2 separate regions of the Mus musculus genome follow, and region 2 is linked to region 1. A link is a contact called in public Hi-C data. All regions are on one chromosome and are shown on one strand. The core of a region is the stretch at or near the end of the contact, and the rest is flanking DNA. Distances in the headings are between cores, read along the strand shown. Region 1 has its middle 63 kb from the start of Gm8541. Region 2 has its middle 240 kb from the start of Fign.

Region 1 (7,035 bases), core at 1,338-3,837:
CATCTAAATTTGGTTTTCTGTGTCTGTAGATTGCTGCAGCTCTCAGATCTCAGTGGAGGAGTTTGTTGTGCATCAATGGTGGTTAACCCAGAAACACAATTGGTCCAAGTACGGAGATGAAGTTGTCAGTGCCGTACTCAGCCTTAGCTGGGACACCTAATCACCTCCAGTGCTGCCATCAAGACTTGGAGAGCATCATGGAAGAAAGGCAGAAATATTAAAAGAGCCAGGAATTAAGGAAAACAATAGTGGAATAGTATCTTTGGGATATTTAAAACTAGGGAACACAGGAATTCAGAGGAGCTGTTGTTGACCACACAATATCTGCATAATATCAAACCAGTCTACATTCTAACTTGGAAACATAGAGGTTTATGGGCCTCCATCACAAATAGAAGTTTGTCAGTGCATGTGTTCTGAAGGACGAAGATTAATTCTTCTTTAATACTTCTTAAACAGTGCAGTGTTAGTGGATAGCCCCTCAGTATGCCACTAGTATATGGGCAGTACGAATTGAATTGGGAGGGTTGTTAAAAATAAAACAAGAAGGAGATGGAAAAATGCCATAATGATTACAAGCACTGGCTCTTCTTCCAGAGGACCATTGTTCAATTCCCAGCTGTATGTAATTCCATTTCCATGGGATCTGATGACCTCTTCTGGTCTTGGTGGCTACTGAATCCATGCAGTGCACAGGCAAAACACCCATATGCACAACAATAAACAATACAATTTAATTAAGAGAACAAAACACAAAGTGAAGAGGATGTGAAGGTGAGACAATGTACAAATATAAAAGAGGGATGTAGCAGGCTTTCGGAAGAGGAGTTGAAGTGTGCAAATAATAAAAATAAATTGTGTGATATTCTCAAAGAATGAATAAAATATTATATTCAAAAACAGATAAACAAGTGTAAAGCTGACCACCTTATTAACGGAGAGACTTACATTTACAGGGTGTTCATGGCCTGTGAACTTAGAAGATAAATAGCTTAACTCTATTTAAGCCTCTTGTAAGAAAATGAAAGGAAATGTGCCCAAGTGCCAGCTCTATTTGCTTTTACAGAACTGTGATGTTGGGGAAATTTCAAAGGAGCCTATTTTATGCAAAATTATTTATTTGCTGTAATAAGCATGGATATTTAGAGGGATAACCAAAAATTTTCAACAATGCAAATTGCTTACCAGGCAACGCAAACTGGCTAGACTATAGCTGTCTCCTGACAGACTAAAACATTTAAAGAGCACAAACTTCCTTGCAGAAGCCCCTAGCTGCCCCATGCACAGACATAGACTTTTTTTCTGCCTTAATTTGCCCCTTGGATGCATAACTTGCCTTTTATTGAATGCTAATTGTTTGTAGGGTACATGGTAGCCCTCTAAGAGTCTGGCAAACCTATACACCGGGGAACTAAAGATACAATCAGCTGCATCTCAGTGCCATTGAGATTTTTTGTTCCAAGGTGAGAGGAAACTGTGACAGGAGCTGCATCTCAAGCTGTTTGTCCAGCCAGACCTGAGATTTTGGAGGCTGGTATCTGAATTTATTTATTCACAGGGAGGGTGACTGAATACAGATGCCAGTGCTGGCTGAGTTAAAAGCAAGGGAATGTAAGTGCTTAGACTTAACCTATAGCAGACCTGAGGAATAAAAAGGCCCAGAGCCCAAGGTGCAGAAAGGGAAGAAAGAAAGGGGACTGAAAGAGATCAGCCCTAATGAACTGTTCTCTGAATCCAAGGAGATTGTGGAAGTGATGTCTTAGAGACCAAGACCACTCCCAAAGAAAGCAAGGATGAAGTGGGCCAGTCATAATGCTATGTATATGGGAAGAGACAAACAGGAGGAAAATGGAAATCTGCAGCTAGAAAGACTCAATCACGCAAACCCATGCACCAAGGGTGACTCTATGACAGGTAGTCAAGAATACGTGTATACCCATGAACACACACGTTAGGTTTGCTCTTGTTTGGGTGGTTGTTGTTGGTATTTTTTGTTTTGTTTTGTTTTTTTTGTTTGTTTTTGTTTTTGTTTTTTGCCTTACTCTGAGGAATCAAAGCATAAGGTTTTATCACTCTTCATGATCCAGACTATCTTTAGGTAAGAAGAGATCTTACGTACTTATTTTCTCTCTAGGTTGAAATGTTTTATACAATTAAAAGCGGTTCATAATTGACCAGAGGTTCATCTGCACCCTTGTTTACTGGAAAATGTTGAGAAACCAAGTTGCAGAAAACACAGCTTGGGTGTTTGCTCTGGAGAGTAGAAACTGAAAGAAACCAGGAAGAAGAGGCCTGTGACTTCCTGTAAGTCCAAAGTCAATGACCTTGTGCACTTCCCAGCAGCTAACTAATCCAACCCCACGTCCCAAGACAATTTTGACCACTGGGCTTGACGAACAAATTTCTAGTAATATAAATTAGAAGAAATTATCATCTTGTCTTGTTTAATTTGTGGAAAAAATGCTATTTACTTTCTGAATGTGGCAATATGGTTCAATAAATTATCTTTCAGTTACACGTGTTTAGAAAAACAAATGGACCATCTGACTCTCCAGAATTCCCTTACAAAGCATGAGTCATTGTGAGAGTAGAGTGCCCTTCTCTGTTCTTGTCTTCTGTTTTCCCCCCTTCATCTCTCCTTTCCGAATTACTTCCCTACATATTTATACCTAGTGAACACTAGGCAGTCCAGCCATGGCACATATCATTGTGAAAACTAGAACAGAGAAGTTCTCTCTTGTGGACTTCCTAATGGCAAAGTAGTACACTCAAAATGCTCTCGGGTGCTGCAGTGGTAATGCTGTATGGGCTTCTGCTTGGAGAGAAGAGGAAAGGCAGCAGAGCCCGTGATGCACTAGGTAAGTGTAGTTCATTCTATTATAGTACATACATTTTAGTGATATACCAGAAGTCAGAACACTGAATTCAGTCATGTGTCCTCCGACCTCTCTCCTTAAATCCCTGTTTGGTTTTCCTTTGTTTACTCATTTTTATGATGTTCTTTACAACAACTGTAATGATGTTCAGTGTTTTATTATTAGGCTCTTGGATTCTGCTCACTTCCTAATTGATATCCCCACTATGGCTATAACAGCATATTGCTCAGAGCAGAGAGGCAGTACTAGTTGAGTGAAGAAATAAATGAAATGCATTTGATACTATTTTGAGGACAACTAATCTCTACCAGCAAAGAAATGCCAAAGCAATGATCTATCATATTAACTAGATTTTAAAGGTTCTACCAAGGAAGACGTTTTTCATAAAATATAGTTGTAATTTTGGGGGTGGAAGGAAGTATGGGAAAACTATAGAACATAATCAGAAAAAGTAGGTTTAACTCCAGGCTTAATTTCTATAAACTCTTGGGCAACTGATCAAATTTCTCTGGGCTCTAGGTTCTTTTAATGAAATAATGGTAAATTATCCACCTTACCATGTTTTAATGAGAATTACCAGTAATATATGTAATGTGCTTGGACCTTGAACATGGAAGCTACCAAATTAATGGTAGCTATTAACACCATTATTTTTATTAGCAAATGCTCTACAGTGATTAAGTTACCTGCCTTTTCATTTACTAATTTAATTATTTCACATGCTATTTAGGCATTAAAATTGTAGTAGGTATGAAAATGATTCATTTCTCTAAGATACAGGATTTCTGTTAGCTTACAAAGTAAATACAGTTATTCTTGACTGTCTCATTGTCTCTCTGTACCTTTACTGTGTTAATGTCACCCTTATGCATATTAATTATTCTGAACTATATAAAATGAAATAATTTATTTATAAAAAGCATAAATGAATATGGAACTTGATTTGGAAGTACATGTCATTCCTATTTTTACATAGAGCTGTGGATAGAAAAGCTGCTTATTTTCAAAAACTTGGAATGGAGAGTAGTACCGAGACCTAGAAATTGATTTTAGAAAGCCATCAGGTCCCTGAGATATGGGCAGGAAAAGGCATCACCAGCACTGTAGGTGACAATGTTCTGACACCTACAAACATCTGACTTAGCAGACTTGTAAAGTGGTGCTTAAAAGAGTTGGTGTGGCACATAAGTAGATAATGCAAATATGTTACCGACCCCTACGAATAGTTGCAATTATGCAAATTTCAAAACCTTCATCTTTTATAATTAGGCATAGTGTGCTATGTAGTTAGGGGGTCTACTGGCTAGCTCCAGTTCTGTGATATGTCAAACAGCTTCCCCTTAAAACTAATGCACTTCAAATCGACAAACATATGCCTTCTGCTAAACACTGACAGAATGTTTATGAAGGAAGGGAACAGCATGGCATTCTAAGTAATTGTTAGTGACACAATACACCCCTAGTTTGTAATTTAATAAAATGCTTTGTATGAAAAGCTAATACTATTTGGTAATAGCCAAGCCTATTGCTGGATTGAGCACAGAAGTGTGAATTTTTAATTAATATCCTGAAACCTCAGGAATTAAAATTATTGTCCTTGAGCATCAGAAAGGAAAAAATATCTTCTTATAACATTTACTTAGAAAACAAATTTGTCCTTATTTGGTATATAATTTCCTCACATATAATTACTATGGAACACTTGAACCTCATTATCCATACTGCTGAGAACACAAAATGCATAATAACATAAGCACACCATGTAACCATATAAAACACAACTTATAACAAAATTATAAATGTATGTTATATGTACATTTAATGCTTATATTAAAGTACACATATGACCATAATTGTGTATGTATAAATCATATCTGAACCTAAAATACAAAACCAACTAAGCCTTTTTTTTTACATTAAAGACTGAAGAGGCATCTTGGTATATTTGAGTTTTGAATTAAACAGTTGTACATGCATAGCATGGCAATGCCCTCCTGTAGCCCTAGATACTTGAGAGACTGAAACAAAAATATCATTTATACCTCATGTTCTGAGGCCAGCTTGGACAACATAACAAGATTCTACATCAAAGAATAAAGTAATACTGAGTATGCCTGAGTAAAATTATGCTCCCGTTCAGAGAAATGTGCCTCATCACTTGAAAAGCCACATTTTTATTTACTTTTAGATTTACTGAAGAATTCACCTCATCTCAATACCTCTTTCGATGGCAACTGGCTAAAACCCAAGTTAGTAAAATACACTAAAGTCCAACCAAGTGAGCATAAAAATTGACTAGTGGAGAACCATTTTAAAATATTTATGTGGTTATTGTTTCAGTATCTCAGCTTCTTTTTCAAAGTTAGCTTAAAATGTTCTATGTTTACTTATATATATATAGTCTGGCATCTCCAAAAATTTAATAATTAAAAACAAAGCACAAAAACAGATCCTCAACACAAGGGGGCACTGTTTACCAATCTCTTAGGAATAGACTTGGGTTGAAACATTTTCTATTTGAGTTCTCAAAGACTAATTTTTAATTCATCCCTCTTAATTTTATATCTGATTTTTCATTGCAAATCTGGTAATTAATAGGGAAATGGAATTTTTAATTAAAATGAAAATGCAAATTTGGAGCTTAAAATGGATTTTGTGTGTGAGTGTGTAATTAGTAATCAAAAATTTAATCTATCTGCATCTATACTCTATGCCATTGTATACATATACTACCCTACCCTTCTCCAATATGGGCTACATTCACAATGTCCTTTCTTCTTGTCATCTCATGAGTGTACTCCTTGTTCTTATTTGCATAGAATTTAATTCTTGCTTGTTAAGTTCATCAAACATATAACTATACATATCATTTCCATGAGAGATCATTTTCTAGCAAACGAGATGGCTCATCTAATAAAGGCACTTTTGTCAAACCTTACTTACTACCTTTGTTCAATATCAGGAACGTACAAGGTAACAAGGGGGATATGACTCCTGCAAATTATCCTCTGATCACGACACCCACACTGGAAAACAGAAAATATTACTTAAAATACAATGCTGTGGTCTTAAAGGTGTAAGTCATAGCTCTACCCAACAAGTAAACTATTTTTCATTGAATAAACATCTGGAGTAGACATCTTATTTCATTCATTTAATTCTGTAATCTAATTGTATATAATAACCAAGACACTGTTATACATATACTATAGTACACTTACACACATGTGAAAACACATTCAAAGTCTATATTTTGTATCAGGTTTATAAATTCTAAATATCTGTAAAATACTTTTTTGTATTTTATGTGAGTTTCAAAGTGAAGTATGCTTGAAAGCACAGTATAAGATTCACTCCTGCACTCAATTCTTACTGAGTTGCTTAACCATCAAGAGCATTCAAAAGAATACTGGGGACCATCAAAGCCCACAAGATTTAGCTTCTAGTTCGTTTTTGCTCTTCAAACAATCAGAGGAGTAGCTAAGATAACAGATGAACAGATTTTGTGACACATTTATAAATTCTACCTGTATGTAAAACACTTAAAATATATAATGACAGGCTGTTTATTAAATGTATACAGTAAATGGGCTTGTTTTTCTTCTCTTTAGACTGCCACAACTTTTTAAAATTTCTCCATCATTTCAAGTACAAGCTATGCAAAATACACTTATTTCTGACACAAATTCAGAAACTAAATGCATTAGCCAAAATGTTCTAAGAGCTTAAAAATACTTGTATCAACGAACATACACATTTTGTTTTAAAAGCTACAGTATAATTTTATATTGACACAAATAAGAGGTCAAATATTTTATGTGAGTTTCAAAGTTAAATGTATAAAATACGGCGTACATCTCAGTATACCGCTCAGCACTTAGGAAGCTGCTTAACCATCAAGAATAGTCAAAAGAATACAGGAGTCCATCAAAACCGAGAGGATCAAGCTTGCAGTGCGTTTCTACTCTTCAAACAACCAGAGCAGTAGCTAAGGTAACAGCTAAATAAAATTTGAAGTATTTGAGAACATTTTATGCATAATCACTATGGGACATTATTTTCAGGGAGACATGCTAAAACATCTAATCTTACTCCAGATAGGAAATGGACAGACCAAAATGACAGCACCAGCCAAGTCCACCTGATGAGCCAGTGAATT
Region 2 (7,035 bases), core at 2,780-5,279, 350 kb after region 1:
CTGACTTCTGCAACTGATACTGTCTTTGTTTATTTAGCATAAATAAACTGGACTAAGTTGGGGGAAGTGCAGTTTAAACACAGGTGGGTCTTTAGTCGGTTTTTGATATTTGTTTGTTTGTTTGTTTGTTTTCAGATTATTTCAAACTTAATTTCTTACCTAACAGTTCTCAGATTCACCATGTCCTGTGGTTTGGGAATTCTATTAGACTAGCACTTTTGCTTTTACAATTAGTATCTTATAGACCTCTGAGTTCTACACAGCTATGAATTTGTGCTTGAAATAAAAAACAAAAGTCAATAAATAAAATGGGCCAAGTGATGTGTTTTAGTAAAGCAATAAAAAGAGCAATTTGTGTCTACTAGTGTAACTAAAGGTGAGCATGCTTTAGGGTTTGAGGTAGTAAACTGACAACCAAGTTATCTCCTTGTTCAATTCTGATTGTGCCTTTGCACATCCCATCTTACAGATTTTCCCTTACTATGCACTTATTAAACATTATATATGAATATATAATGTAGCAGCTGCAATTAAATAGATACTCCAAGAAGGTAGAAGAGAATTTGTCTAGAGAACTGGAAAGACCCCTTGTTGGTACTGCAAAAGTCTAGCACATTCTGTTATGTTGCAAAAGATGTATAATATCTTCTGTCATGTGCTTGTCCCCAGTCTGGGGATACATCTAGCATGTTTCAAAATGATGTCCACCTGTGCTGTCTCTGTATCTACAACTTAGGTGGTGGCCCACATTCCCAAATCATGAGCTGTTACCAAGTTTCAAGCATGTGAAATAGCAACATATTAGAATAAAGAACAACCCTAAGGTTATGAACTCCCAGTAAGTCAAAGATGACAAACCAAAGACCATAACCTTGAGGAGATTTATCCATAACCCAAGCGCTGTTACAAAAAACAGATAGATAGAACAAAAAAACCTTCATATCCTAAGTTCGGTGCTCTCTTCAGCAATGCATGCAGAGCAGTCTAATGTTCATACCAAGTGTTTTGAATTTACAGCCCACATGCTCAAGGTCTAATACCAATGAAAGACTCAGAGAAGTAACCTTTCTTTCTAAGCCACAGCCCTGTGCCTCAACATTGATTTCCTGTGCCTTGACTGCTCACTGCTGTTTCAATTTTGACTCTTTCCAAGGATGTGCTTGTATTTCTTGCCAGCCAGAGAACGTCTTCACTTAGGAAGTAAATTAACCCCACAGATCACAATTTCCCTTATCCTTTCTCTATGTGCCCGTTTCTCCTCCTTCCCTAGTCTTGGGGCTGACCTTATAACTGAACATACAAGGAGAACCTTTACTGGAATCATAACTTATTTACTGTTTACTCTCAACTATATGACATCATGTGTTGAGTGCTGCTCTGTGACATCTATGGTTAGAAAACTGTGAAATTTTACTTAAATCAAGCATATAAGTGCTTTTGTCAAAGAGATGGGGTCATATCAGACATTATAGAATAGCAAATGAGACTGTGTTTGGCAAAGGGGAACTTACATCCCAGCCCTAGTATTGACTGCATCCTAAAACAAATCTCAGGTGTTTATTTTTCAAAATGGTGTGACTTATAAAACCTTTGGCTGAGTACCTGGTACATGAGTCTTTCAATAAATATTAACTGACACTGATATTATCATTATCAATAGTGGTGATATTAGTATTGTACTACAAATAATAAAGACACGGATGTGTGTGTATTGCAAAGCTGAAATAACTATGGAATTCTGATTGATATTTAACGTAGAGATAGGAGAGGAAAGTAGAGACAGGGGTTATTGGAGCTTTTCCCACTTGAGACACTATATGTCCTGGTCTTGCTGTACCCTTAAAATAATATTACTTCTAGGATTAGATTTTGGTTAAGTAGCATTTAAAATTTTAATTACATTTATTCCATTTATTCTCTCTCTCTCTCTCTCTCTCTCTCTCTCTCTCTCTCTCTCTCTCTCTCTCTGTGTGTGTGTGTGTGTGTGTGTGTGTATGTAGATTGCAGAAGCAGTTATCTTGTTCTGCTGCTGAGAAATAGTGTCAGCCATTACATATATTTGCTAATTGTGGATTTCTGTCAGGTGAGCCTAAAAGAGCTACTCAGGCAACCTTAATGACTGAAAACTATGAACATGGTTGTCAACCTTTATAGGAACCATGAAATGAGAAAACTGTGAGCTAAGAAGACTAAGATTTGACCCAAACTAGGACTCTGGGTATCTGTTAGACCCAGAGGAAAGTCTATCGTAGAAGCTCAAACAAGCCAACCTACCCAGCAACAAGAAGGAGGAACATAAATGGAACCAGAGTAGACTTGGGTCAGATATGAGCAGGCAGTTACAGAAATTCCCCCAGAAAGAATGTCCATGACCTTTTCTGAGGCAGCTGCCAGGGCTACCCAGCTGAAAACAGTCAGATGCAGTGGCCTTTGTGAAGGTCTCAATTACTCTATGTTTTAAAATGCACAACTGTGGTAACAGGGGGACCATCTATTCAGTAAAATTAGCCAGAGAGGAGAAAATATGATCAAACATGAGCAACCGAACAGACAGTTTAGCATTCTATTCAAACCAGGGTCAGGAATGTCACTAACTGATGTCCCAGTGAGTATCACGTAGTCTCATTTGTTTCTTGTGTATTTTATGCAATAGGTATTAATATCCCTATTTTGCAGTGAAATTGCGGTTAAATAAATTGAAATGTATATCTAACACATAGATTTTCACTAGAAGAAACAAATAGGATTAAAGTAGATATCCAAGCTCTTTCTATTTTCTCTTAATGTATTCTCTTTCTGGAAAGTAGAGCTACAAGGATACACAAAGTCTCTGAGGGGACACAGAAATATGTAACAAAAGTAAAGTAAGTGTTCAGTGGTGTAGGGATGTCACAAATTACAACCTTAACATCCTGTTGGACTTACTAATAAGAAGGATATTAGTGACCTTTGTTAATATCATGAGGACCCAAGCTGGAAGCAGTAGGCGATAGAGAAGGGATAGTGGCTGAGACTGAGAAGTCTTCTTAGACAGAAATTGACAGTAAGAGAAAGACTCTGGTCAGTGCCATCTGTTAACCATGCAGTTGTTGTTTGGGGAGATTAAAATGTTTGTTTGTGGTAAAGATAAGGACTCAAAATCAATACAGACTCAGAAGAAACAGTAATGTAATGTTGTGCTTATGTGGACTGGACAGAAAAAAGGTAGCTAAAAATATGCAATGTTTTGTTGGTTTGTTTGTTGAGGAGGTAACAATTATACAACTCTAGAAGTACCTGAGAATCATCAGAATGTGACAGGAAATAGCACTTCCTATTTAGTCATGTGACTTTTAGTCAGGTTGGCACGGCACTTGGGAGCAACCAGAGTTCAAGAAATTGTTCAGGTCAGGGTGTGTCTGTGAGTAAATTTTGAGAGAGGGTTAGCTAATAGGAGATGACTATGGTAATGGAGTTGGTACTACAGTGTAAGAGAATACACTGCACACCTAGATGGACGAAGGTGGTAGCTTTGGCTTAATATTCCTGACACTATCCTGTTCTGCCTCTAGAGGTTCAGACTCAGTGGCACCAAAGGCACTGAATGAACCCTATAAAGCTATGCCACAATACAACTCTGTCTCCTATAAGTTGGTTTTCTTAGGCATTTTGTCACACAACATAGAAAGAAACACAGAAAGATATTTAGCATCTTATGTCGAACAGATAAGGGGAAGGAAAAAGAATTTGTTGCAACAAATCATTGACAAAGTAATTGTAGAGTTCTTAAGACAGTTGAGGGAATGAATGAATGAATGAATGAGCCTGTGATTTAATGACACAGGAGACATTCAAGCAATATTCATGATATAGTGTAAGAGCAAGGCTACAAAAAAATCTTTTAGGAAAATCTGGATGGAGAAGAACCCAGTGTGTGCTGAAAGTTGATGAGCCAATGCTCTTGTCACTGACCTTCTGGGCTCTTCATGGTCCCCAGTAGGTGACTCTCACCACAGCCTTCCAAGGGTGCAGTCATACTCACTGTGCAGTCAATAGTAACACTGCTTCCATTAGATAGGCTGGAGCATTTTGCAATAAATCCAGGTCTGTTATAAACACTGAAGATGCCTTCTCCTTCCACCATCTGCAACCCAAATGACTGGTGTTTTATTCCCACAGATGGGATATAGTGGACTTTGTCTCCTTTCCTTAACTTTTCTGAAAAAAAGAAAAAAGGCCTGTAAATCTGATAGTATTGGGGGAAAGTAAAATTTTTAGAATTACCAGTGTGGGCACCTAGGAATTTTAACAGAAATGAACAGTAAGTTTAATGATTGATTTTAGAGGCACACAAGTATGTATAAAGTATAAGTTTGGAACTTGAAAAGATACTAATGGTGTGGTTGGAGCTTCTGTACCCGAAGCTGCCCCCATCTTCACAAATCTATAGAAATCAATTTCTGTTTGTTGGTTTGGATTATCTAATCGCTGGGTCAACATTCAAAGTACATACTCAAACCAGATAAGAAAAAAAAATGCTTATAAGTCTATGAATTAAACTGCTCCGAAAACACAAGGTCAGTTTTAAGAGAAACAAACAAACAAACAAAAAAACCAAAGCAAAAAAACCTACCCTTCTCCGAAGTACTGACTCTGTTTATCCATTGTAATTAGGGTTTCACATGGTTTCATGGTCTTCAAATTTGTGAAATGTCCATGAAGTCAGAAGTTTTCATAAACATCTTGTCAGGGGCCCATGTTGATTTAGGAAGTGTCCACATGACGGTGAAACAACAAATCAATCCAGTGAAGAAAGATCAATTGATTCAATAAAAACATCAAACAGGCTGTTTGCCATGACGAAGATCAAACTAGTGTTTGACAGAACTTTTACTTTTTAATCAATGCTATTGATGTCTGTAAACACTCTCTTCATCTTACTAGACCATGTTCATCATACAAAAGAGGATGGCGTTAGTAACTGATAACTGATTTCTGCAAGGAAACACACCAGAATTTCAACTTTAGGCCAAAATTTCAAGTTTGTTTAATCCCTCCCCCCCCCCTAACTAATTGCCTCCTCATTCATGCCCATCTGAAATAACTTCTTTTGCTACATGGTGTAATTCATTATGCAACACACCCTACTTCGGGCAGTTTCCAGCCTATTCCCTAACCTCTCCTGCGTGTACTCCTAGGAAGATATACAGCCCTATTTCTTTATGTGTTTCCTTCCTGTTTCTTGAGTGACGCCTTTGGAGTCTACTATGTCCATCATCACTTAACTGTCAACTGTGGTTAGAGACATATGCTGTTTTAAGCTCATTATTTCTCCCAATTGGAAAAACCTCAATCTCTAGAGTTCCTATCTCCAACGTGCAGCAGCCAGCCTGGGATCTGTGTACAATCTGTGTACAGATGAATGCTTGGGTTTGGCCTTCACAGTCCTTTGCCTCAGACCTGTAGCATGTAAGGAAGAGCCAATGCTCACTTGTGTGCCTTAGAAGTGCACTGTGAAAACTGCAAAGAAAAAAAAACGGTAAAAGAAATGTTAAGGTAAAGATTCTGTTCATAAGAAAGCGGTTGTCTCAATTAGGACTTTCACAAACTACATAAGAGTTCAGGAATCACCCTGATGCTCCTGTAATGTTCTTACACATAACTTTCCCTAACTCATCACAGTTGATTTGACAGCCAGATACCTTTCAGGGACAGCTATATGAGCTTCAGTTTAACAGAGTTCAAGGCAAATGTGAGAGTAAAGGATGAAAGCACCATCCAGATCACGGGCAACGCAGGTGGAACTCCATTGAAGCCTTGGTTAAAGAACTGTGCAGGCACATCTCCGAGACTCCGGGGTACAGGCAGAGAATGATACCTAGCTCCTGCCTCCGGAACTCCTAATTTGGCAATCTAAGTTAGCAGGTATGGGTGCTCCAAAGGTTCAGAAAACTATATTCAACATCTTAAAGACAGCATAGCATTTAGAGACATTAAACAAGAAACATTTGAGATTCATACTAACCAGGGAGTCTACTTGGGGACCTGAGACAATAAAGGCAAATGTATATGTAAATAGTTGCTAGCAAAGCCCAAGTATGCTTTTTTCACTCACTGGTATGTTATGTTAACATAGGCCAAATCAAATACATGTAGTACTCCACCATGAACATATCCGGGCTTGTGTATTAGGAAGGCACAGTTATTGTTTTCCTTACAGGGGGAGAAGAGCCAAAGAGGATTAGTTCCCTCGACTGTAAATATCTGTGTTACAGAAACACAGCTGGAAAGCCACATTCCCTGCCTTACACTGTCTTTCCCATGGCTAAAATCAGCATGGTTCTACTGAGGTCTAAAAGACAAAGATGCCTTGTCACAGACTCCTGCCATGCCAACACTCAAATGCACCACCTGCACCTAGCTAGAGTCACCTGGATCCTCAGGCATGGCTCGCAATCCCTAATATCATTGGAGAATGTTAAGTCTATTGTTGTCATGGGAAATACTAATCCTTGCCCTTTGCTTCTGGTAGGAATATGAAGAAAGCTAACTAACCAAATGCACGGGAGTTTTATTACACTGTAGGCCACAGGATGTTTAAATATCAGAAAGGACAATCAGAAAATAACAAGTTTTAAGCTCCCAGCAGGAGTGCAAGCTGCTACTACTAATGGATACAGAAGAGAAAATGGAGGCAGGGGGGCGGAGGGGGGGTGACTGTTCTAGTATTTTAGATTTTGTCACAATACATCATCCTATTTTAAACACAGATCAGTGGAAAATGCCCTTCCCTTGAAGATATTTCCATGCTGCTTTATACGCAAATTTTTTGAGGTTTCTATTTATTCCCTGACTGATTCTTTTCAAGTTTTTAAAAGCAAGATTTGTCCCATTTTTTTTCTATGTTCCTATGAAAGAGCAAGCAGTTATAGCTTAACTACTTCTTGTCATTTTTATGTGAAAATAAAATAAATGGAACAGAGAGAGAGAGAGAGAGAGAGAGAGAGAGAGAGAGAGAGAGAGAGAGAGAGAAATAGCTTCATGGACCTGTTAATA

The links. A called contact is a pair of places that touch in the nucleus more often than the background predicts.
Region 2: a contact with region 1 is called in a Hi-C map of liver, with 2.4 times the contacts expected there. The contact joins two enhancer-like sites. A contact is called at or near these places in 2 of 484 Hi-C or Micro-C datasets (cranial neural crest and liver).

Annotation. Positions count from the first base shown.
Region 1 is chr2:63,508,409-63,515,443 of GRCm38.p6, forward strand. No RefSeq gene overlaps it. Among named protein-coding and RNA genes, the nearest start is that of Gm8541, 63 kb to the right of the region's middle. Within about 2 kb of position 2,588, at least 3 of the 459 cell types and tissues checked have an H3K27ac peak or open chromatin away from gene starts, as enhancers often do. A contact at or near this core is called in liver, where this site is marked.
Region 2 is chr2:63,857,187-63,864,221 of GRCm38.p6, forward strand. No RefSeq gene overlaps it. Among named protein-coding and RNA genes, the nearest start is that of Fign, 240 kb to the right of the region's middle. Within about 2 kb of position 4,030, at least 1 of the 459 cell types and tissues checked has an H3K27ac peak or open chromatin away from gene starts, as enhancers often do. A contact at or near this core is called in liver, where this site is marked.